3 separate regions of the Gossypium hirsutum genome follow, and all the other regions are linked to region 2. Evidence: chromatin contacts called from public Hi-C data. All regions are on one chromosome and are shown on one strand. Each heading gives the region's core, a stretch centred on a gene start, on an enhancer-like site or on the middle of the called end of the contact. The rest is flanking DNA. Distances are from core to core; before and after follow the strand shown. Region 1 holds the start of LOC107918028 (glucose-6-phosphate isomerase, cytosolic). Region 2 holds the start of LOC107918049 (protein ESSENTIAL FOR POTEXVIRUS ACCUMULATION 1). Region 3 holds the start of LOC107917904 (S-adenosyl-L-methionine-dependent tRNA 4-demethylwyosine synthase).

Region 1 (2,700 bases), core at 4-2,503, 270 kb before region 2:
TAAGTGATAGGTTTTTATATATTTTTAAAAATATTATATGCTTTTTGTATATTTTTAATTGTACATTTTTATATTTTATATTTTATATATCTTTCAAAATTATAACTTAAAAACTTATATTTTATAAAAAGTTTAAGAGTATATAAAATTACTAAAAACACATCTGAAATGAATCTCTATAATTGGATGTCCAAATTTAAATGTATTTAGATCACCATTTATCATTGTTTATTTCTTTTTACATGAAAACAATATATTTATTAATTTATATATTTTTGAAGAATTTGTAATTTTATATTTATGTTTGATACATAGCATATTAATAAGTTATCATGTGTCATTATCGAGTTGGCTATTGGTATTACGTAAGCACAAACCAACGGTGTTAATGCGAAGATACCAAACTATGTGATGGAATATATATTTTTTATTATTTTTAGCAATTTGCTATTCGCAATTCATTCCCAATAAACATATAATCATTTATTACAATTAAATTAAGAACAATTTTTTTATAAAAATATATCAAACTTTTTTATTAAATCAAATAACAAATGATTGTATTAGACATATATTATTTTAGATCAAAGAATGGTTATGATCTCTCTACTATGTTTAAATTTAGAATTTAGTATTTATTCTTTAATTGATATAATTTGATTCCTTTATATAATGTTATTAGTAAGTTGAAATAGCTAATACCCTTAATTATTCTATTCAAATGTTGACTTCGGTTTTTTTCTAAAAATACTTATTTCAACTTCATAGGTAGCCAAATTACATCAAATTAAAATACAATGACTAAATTCCAAATGTAAACATAGTAGACAAATCGAAACTACAATTTTACCATCATATTATAATGACTAAAAAAGAGATTTGTGTCGTTAGTTAGTCTAAACATGTAACATCCTTAATATTTTGGTCCCCAACATGAATTTTTTTTTAATAATACTTATTCCAATTTATTATATCAAAATATTTTTTATTATAATAGTATTTATAAAAAAATAAACATAAAAAATTTAATCAAAATAACTAAATATATTAATTATTTGGACTAGCTAATGTGATTGTAAAATTTGAGAATCAAATTATGTTAAATTAAAATATAAAACTAAATCTTAAATATTACTATAATAAAGGGACTAAAATTAAAATTATACCATTATAAGAATAATGGCAAAAAAAAAAGATTTTAATTATCTAGTTGGTATTATTGAATAAAAGGTGATGGACACATGGTCATCCTTACCCAATATACTATGAATTTCTTTTTACAAAACAAGAATATAGGGTATAGGGAATCGGCTTTGGAGAATAACGATGAGTCCAACCAACCTCACAGGCGCAGTCGATTAGACCGTAACGGTTCATTGAAAATATAATAAAGCTAGCGGTTCCTCGGGCCCATCGGAAATCCGTCGCCCACGGATTTCAGCCCTTAAAAGTCACAATCAATTTTCCAAAGTCGTTAAACTGGACCGGACTGGACCCAAGTTTCAATGACCGGAAATTCCTGATCCGCATCCTAATTGACATATGCCCTTCCGACCCTCCCATTTTCCACCACGTAGCATTATTACTATATTGTGAACTTCTTAACCTCGCCTCAGCTTTTTGTCAGCTCCAAGTTCCTTTTTTTTTTCTTTATTCCATTAGTAATTTCTCTTTTCTTCTCAAATTATCATTCACCATCTTTCTCGTCGGTTTTGAGATCTCAAGCTGATTTATTACGTTTTAATATAGGTTGAGATGGCTTCGACCACTCTAATCTGCGATACCCAGCCATGGAAGGACTTGAAGGTAGCGTTTTCTGCTCATTTCTAGCTAAGAAGATTATAGCTAAAATAGCATGATAAATCTATTTGATCAACAAAGTGGGTTTTGGTTTTTTATAGGCTCATACTGAGGATATCAAGAAAACTCATCTTCGTGATTTGATGAACGACAAAGAACGATGCGAATCGATGATGGTGTAAGATCCTCTATTCAACTCCTACGATTTTTCTGATTCGATAACTGCACGAAACTTTTAATACTAATAAAATTGATGATATATAAATGTTTCTACAGTGAGTTTGATGGAATGTTTTTGGACTACTCAAGGCATTGCGCCACTCTTGAGACCATGGATAAGCTCTATAAATTAGCAGAGGTGAATTTGGATTATTTCTCGTTCGATTTAAATCATAATAGTCTTTTCGTTTTTGTTTTTTGTTTGTAATATTTCTCACAATTTCAGGCTGCTTCTCTCAAACAACAAATTAACCGAATGTATAGTGGCGAGCATGTAAGTTGAACTCTCTCCTAGGAGAAAGATAAAACTAGTTTTGGGTTTGATGTAAAGATTGGTGATGATATTGTTGAATAGCATTCCACGCCTTTTCATTCTTAGTTTTTTTTGTCGTTGCATTGCCTTTTTTTCTGGAAATTTCAGATAAATAGCACAGAAAATAGGTCAGTGCTTCATGTAGCTCTTCGAGCACCAAGGGATGCTGTTATAAACAGTGATGGAAAGAATGTGGTGCCAGATGTTTGGAATGTTTTGGATAAGATCAAGGATTTTTCAGAGAAAGTTCGCAATGGCTCCTGGGTAACTTATCACCCTTTTTTTTACATCAAATTTGACCATCTTCCTCCTCAATTGCTGAGAGACAAATAAATCTTGGCAGGTTGGAGCTACTGGGAAACCACTGA
Region 2 (2,700 bases), core at 122-2,621:
AAGCTTATATGCAGGGTCTTGATTTGCAGGTGAATTATGTCAAGATTGAAAGTGATTCTTTGGTTTTTATCAACTTCTTTACAGCTAGTGACCATATATGTCTAGCTTGGGGACTTTTGATTGATTTTATTCTCTTCTTCATAGTTTTTACACTATGTTTGGATTGTATTAAACCTAGAGAAAGGAAATGGAAGGAAAGTAACACCCTTTTCCTTATTTGGATAGTTTCTTCTCTCCCTTGGGTTACTTCAGTTTTAATTACTCCATTTGGGAGAATAGTTAAAGAAAAAAATTAAAGTTACTTTTAATTTATCTTCTTAAATCTTTTACATGAATTATTTTAATCAATCATTGTAATCAATCATTCTCTTAATTAAACAAAAATTATAGTTTTTTTTATTTTACTTAATTAATTTTATCTATCCAAATAAAATAAATACACATAATATATTCTTTTATTTAATTTTCCCCCTTTCTTTTATAGATTTTTATCCAAATATAAAGTTAGTGTTGCAAGGTTGAATCATGTTTTGCGATTTGGGAACCAACCTGCTCATTATTTGGCAAAGTTTGTCTGGGGGGTGTCGTGATGGTAGTGTCTCGTAGAGAAGTCAACCTCTTCCTTGTAGTCCATGGATTTGTATTGACATTGATTCTATTAATAATGATTTTTTCGGTGCACTCTTTTTTCACTTTAGAATGGTTTTTAACAAGACATCGTTTTTTATAAAAAAAATATTTACTTTAAAATTTTAAAAATATTAAGATTTTTAATATTATTAAATATACATATTAAATAATTATTAATATAATTATTATTTTATTATTTTATTAAAACTATTTAAAATTACAATTTTATTTTAATAATAAAATATAACATTAATAATAATTTTAAAATTTAAATAGTATTTTTAATATTTTATCAAGAATATTTTAATAATAAATATATAGAATTATAATTTTACAGTTATTTAGTAATAATTTTTTATAATATAAAATATAAATATTTTAGTAGTATAAATACGGATATTTATCTAAATCCTATTTAACTTTATTTATCCTTCCGGGTCCAATGTTATGTGCTGCTATCCGCTTTTATATATGATCTCAAATTTCAATTTTAATTAGGCATTAATTATATAAAACAATATAGTTATTATAAGATAAATTTTAGTAAAATTTATTATATTTAAAAAAAAAGGGTTTTTGGAAAGCTGCAGTGAAACAAACATAGTGTAAGAGAAGTGGTAACTCATTCAAGCAGACAAGTGGAACAACAGAGCATGTTTGTGTAAGATATTCTTTGTTACTGTTTAGTTTTGAAATGGCAATATCTACATCCGGTAGAAGACATGAGTTCTAGGATTAGAAAGAGTGAGAAAGAGGGGAATTATGGCAAAGAATGGATGCCTTTTTCTTTTTTCTTTTTCCAACGTATGAAAAATATCTAATTCTTTGAGATATTCCTTTTGATAATTTATTGCGAGTTTTTACCATTAAACGACAGCTCTTCACGTCGTACCACATTTCGACCTTAATTTCCACGGTCGTGGCGTATTACGCACCCGTCTACCTTAATCAGTTCTCACCTCGCATAGCGCAACCAAAGCGAAAAAAAGTAATAACGAAAAACAAAAAACTGCAGCAAGGGTTTTCCTCTGGTTCTCTTCTCTCTTTCGACTTTCACTGATCATCCATGGCTCATACCTCTGCTTCCGATTCCCGCCTCCTCCTCACCGTCAACCCTTCCCATCCGATCTCCAAAGGTAGTTTACCTCACCGATTTCCTTTCCCCTTCTACCATTAAGTGATTAACATCTTCTTACATTCTTCTTCTCTAAAACCCTACCTCTTACCGTTTCTTCTTTTACTCATTTCTTTCTGATATTTAAATGCATTATTGTAGATTCAGTGGTTTTACGAGATTGCTTTGTGCGTGTTTTTTTTCTTAATATTTTTTAGTTTGTTGCTTCGAAGCTAGGGTTTTTGTTTTATCATCTGGAAGGTTTTTCTTTTCTCTCCTTTTTTTCTCTGGTGCCATTTTTTTGCGGTTAAGCACGGCACACTTTAGTTTCCGACTTACCGTTCTTGATATATATATATATATATTTCAATTTGAAAAGTACGATGTGATAAGGCGTAGTGAAGTAGTTCAATTTATTTTTTCTTTTTCAGATTAGTTCAACTCAAAACTAGTATTAGACTTTCTTTTATTGCGCTTTTTTTTTTCAGTCTTGATTTAAATGCTATGATTTATGTGATTAATTATATAAAAAAATTGCATAGTTGTTTATTCCATTTATAAATGGCACCTTAGCATTGTACTTACAATTGATCGTGCAATTTGTCTTGTTAGCTGCTTCATTAATGCATTTTATTGAGAAATTCCTTTGGCTTTTTATTAGTTTGAAATGCTGCTTGTGAAAGTAGGCTTCCTAAATTATGCCTTTCTAGACTTAACGCATTTTTTTTTCATTGTTCCGTGCTTCTGTTTTTCATATTCAATGATGAATCAACGTGGCAGTTTCAAGAGGCAAGTTCAGTAATTTACCAGAAAATGTGTGTATTCAATAAAATTCTGGGCTTGAGGCATTTCTAATGACTTGTTGCGTACTGTCTTTGAATGGGACTAAGCATTTTGATTTCAAATACTTGCTTTGAATAGCTGCCATGTTTCTAATTGATGCTTCTGATTATTTT
Region 3 (2,700 bases), core at 103-2,602, 400 kb before region 2:
CGAGAACAACAATGAGGAAAAGAATGAAAACATGGAAATAAAGAGTCTCAAACACCATACTAGATGAAGATGAAAGTTCTTCAAATTTTGAAAACCCCCGTTGCTTTTTTCATCGCTAAAAACCCCAAAGCCAAATCTTATGTTTAGTCATTTTGTTTCAAAAAGAGAGCAAAAAAAAAAAAAATGGAAATTGAGCTAACATGATCTGCCACCATCTTCATATATTTAGATTGGAATAATGGAGGAAGTAGATATGAGAGTTATGTTTGTGTTATGAGATATCCAATTGCCAACTTAAAACCTGAATATAATCTGGACTACTAACATGCGACCCGAGTTTGGACCCCACCAGGTGGAGTCATTAGAGGGCTCGCGAGCCCAGTTTGCACATCCCTAGATGTCCATGAGCATAGGATATGAGGCCAAACGAATGAACCGACGAGCACTTGGACCAGCGAATATGTGTTGAGTTTAGGGTAGCATATGTGTCAACATGCATAGAGCCTACCTACAATATTAATTTCATGAACATTAACTATATCATATAAATATCTGATCCTCCACACTAAAAGGATACACAGCAAAAACACTTAATAGTTTAACTGATTAATTATTGAAAGGGCAGCAAATTTATGAAAAACAATGAAGATGAAAAAGAAAACAAAATTAAAAAGAAAATTAATAAATTAAAAATAAATAAAGGTGTCATAAAATGGTTGGTTGCCTTTTCTTTTTATATATATATTTAAATATATTACATAAATTTATAATTTTATAATTTTATATTTTAATTCTATAATTATATATATTTGAATTTATTTTATATAAATAATGATGTTTCAATGATGATGTAGCATTTTCATCACATCTTCATTGATTAGAGTGCACTAACAGTTTTGGGAAAAAAATATAATTTAAGTGTCTAAATTCATCAAAAATATACTTAAATATGATAAAAAGAAATAATTTAGAAGGCAATTTTTATATTGAACCGTATAATAATTTACATGCTAAATATTTCACATTATAAATAATTAAAATTTTAAATAACGTAGGCTATCAATCAACTCGTGCATGGATGTAAACTAATTAATTAACATTATTTTTATTATAATATAATAATTATTAATACATTAATAAATTATTTCTAATATTAATTTAATAATAATTGAGTCTTAACTCAATTGGTATAAATATTATTGTCTATACAAGAAGACATTATTTTCTAATTTATGGGTTAGGTAAAAAAAACAAATATTATCTCTACAAACTTAAATGGTGAAATTTTATGTGTTTAAAGGTTTTGCAAAATTTGAAATATAGATAGATAATTGGATCACTGTTGAAGTAGTATACGATACGGGCTCGATTTCTAAATTTCTAAGCCCAATAAATAAATAAACTCTGATTCTGATTTCAGGTCACCATCTCTTCGTCTTTATGCCGCCTACTCCCTCCACTTCACCACCACGATGAGCGCCTCTACTCCCTCATTTCCGCCAAAACCCTGAACAGAGAAAAAGGAAATAATAGATCCCAAACATGACCCCTTCCTCACTTTCCACCCGCCTCACCCTCTTCGCTCTCCTCTCCGCTACTACCTTTTACTTTCTTTACAAATTCCGCCGCCGCTGCCTAAAACCCCTCAAACATCTCCCTCTAAACCCTAACCCTAGACCAGGTAAGCTCTTCTTCCTCAGCCAAACCGGAACATCCAAAGCCCTATCTCAACGCCTCCTTGACCTCCTCTCCTCCAAGAATAACATTCCTTTCGACCTCGTTGATCCCCAGACCTACGAACCGGAGGATCTCCCTAAGGAATCCCTAATCATTATCATCGCTTCCACCTGGGAAGATGGAAATCCTCCCCAAAATTCTAAATTCTTCGTCAATTGGCTCGCCGAAATCAGCACTGATTTTCGCGCCGGGAATTTGCTGCTTTCTGATTGTAAATTCGCCGTCTTTGGAGTCGGTAGCCGGCTTTACGGGGACACCTTTAATGCGGTGGCGAGGGATTTGGGAAAGAGGTTGAGAGGGTTGGGAGCGACGGAGATGTTGCCAGTTGGGGAAGGTGATGTGGATGGAGGTGAATTGGAGAGTGTCTTTGAAGGGTGGAGTGAAAAGGTGGTCACTGTTTTGAAAGGGGGATTGGTGATGGAGAATGAGAATGGCATTGTTTATGAGAGTGATGTTGAAAGCCTTGAAAGTGATGATGACGATGATGGAGAAGGAGGAGGGGAAGACATTGTTGATCTTGAAGATATTGCAGGTAAAGGGCCATCGAGGAAAAAGTCTGTTAATGTGGCTGAAACTAATGGGAAATTGGATGGGAAAAGAGAGATGGTAACTCCAGTTATAAGAGCCAACTTGGAGAAACAGGTAACTTTGTTTAAGTGGATATGCATCTTTTGCTGATGAAAGCATTTTAAGTTGGTGATTGCTTAATCTTAGTATGCCATTGCACTTTTTGGTCTAATTGACATCCTTTTACTGCTGGGAATTTTCAGGGATATAAAATTATTGGTTCACATAGTGGTGTTAAGATCTGTAGATGGACCAAGTCTCAACTTAGAGGACGAGGAGGTTGTTACAAGCACTCATTTTATGGAATAGAGAGTCATAGGTGATTGCGACTTTCTTATGCACCTATTAAGCTTTCGATGATTATTTAGTTCTGTCTCATTTCAATGTTGTGGGACT

The links. A called contact is a pair of places that touch in the nucleus more often than the background predicts.
Region 1: a contact with region 2 is called in a Hi-C map of leaf, with 2.2 times the contacts expected there. The contact joins the promoter of LOC107918028 here to the promoter of LOC107918049 in region 2. A contact is called at or near these places in 2 of 34 Hi-C or Micro-C datasets (both in leaf).
Region 3: a contact with region 2 is called in a Hi-C map of leaf, with 1.7 times the contacts expected there. The contact joins the promoter of LOC107917904 here to the promoter of LOC107918049 in region 2. A contact is called at or near these places in 2 of 34 Hi-C or Micro-C datasets (both in leaf).

The regions. Positions count from the first base shown.
Region 1 is chrA01:25,442,258-25,444,957 of Gossypium_hirsutum_v2.1, forward strand. LOC107918028 (glucose-6-phosphate isomerase, cytosolic) reads left to right here and starts at 1,254. Exons shown (of 24, transcript XM_041083197.1): 1 at 1,254-1,592; 2 at 1,750-1,806; 3 at 1,902-1,978; 4 at 2,077-2,158; 5 at 2,246-2,293; 6 at 2,441-2,596; 7 at 2,676-2,700. The coding sequence starts at 1,756.
Region 2 is chrA01:25,715,007-25,717,706 of Gossypium_hirsutum_v2.1, forward strand. LOC107918049 (protein ESSENTIAL FOR POTEXVIRUS ACCUMULATION 1) reads left to right here and starts at 1,372. Exons shown (of 10, transcript XM_041101360.1): 1 at 1,372-1,766. The coding sequence starts at 1,697.
Region 3 is chrA01:25,319,030-25,321,729 of Gossypium_hirsutum_v2.1, forward strand. LOC107917904 (S-adenosyl-L-methionine-dependent tRNA 4-demethylwyosine synthase) reads left to right here and starts at 1,353. Exons shown (of 8, transcript XM_016847313.2): 1 at 1,353-2,379; 2 at 2,508-2,623. The coding sequence starts at 1,543.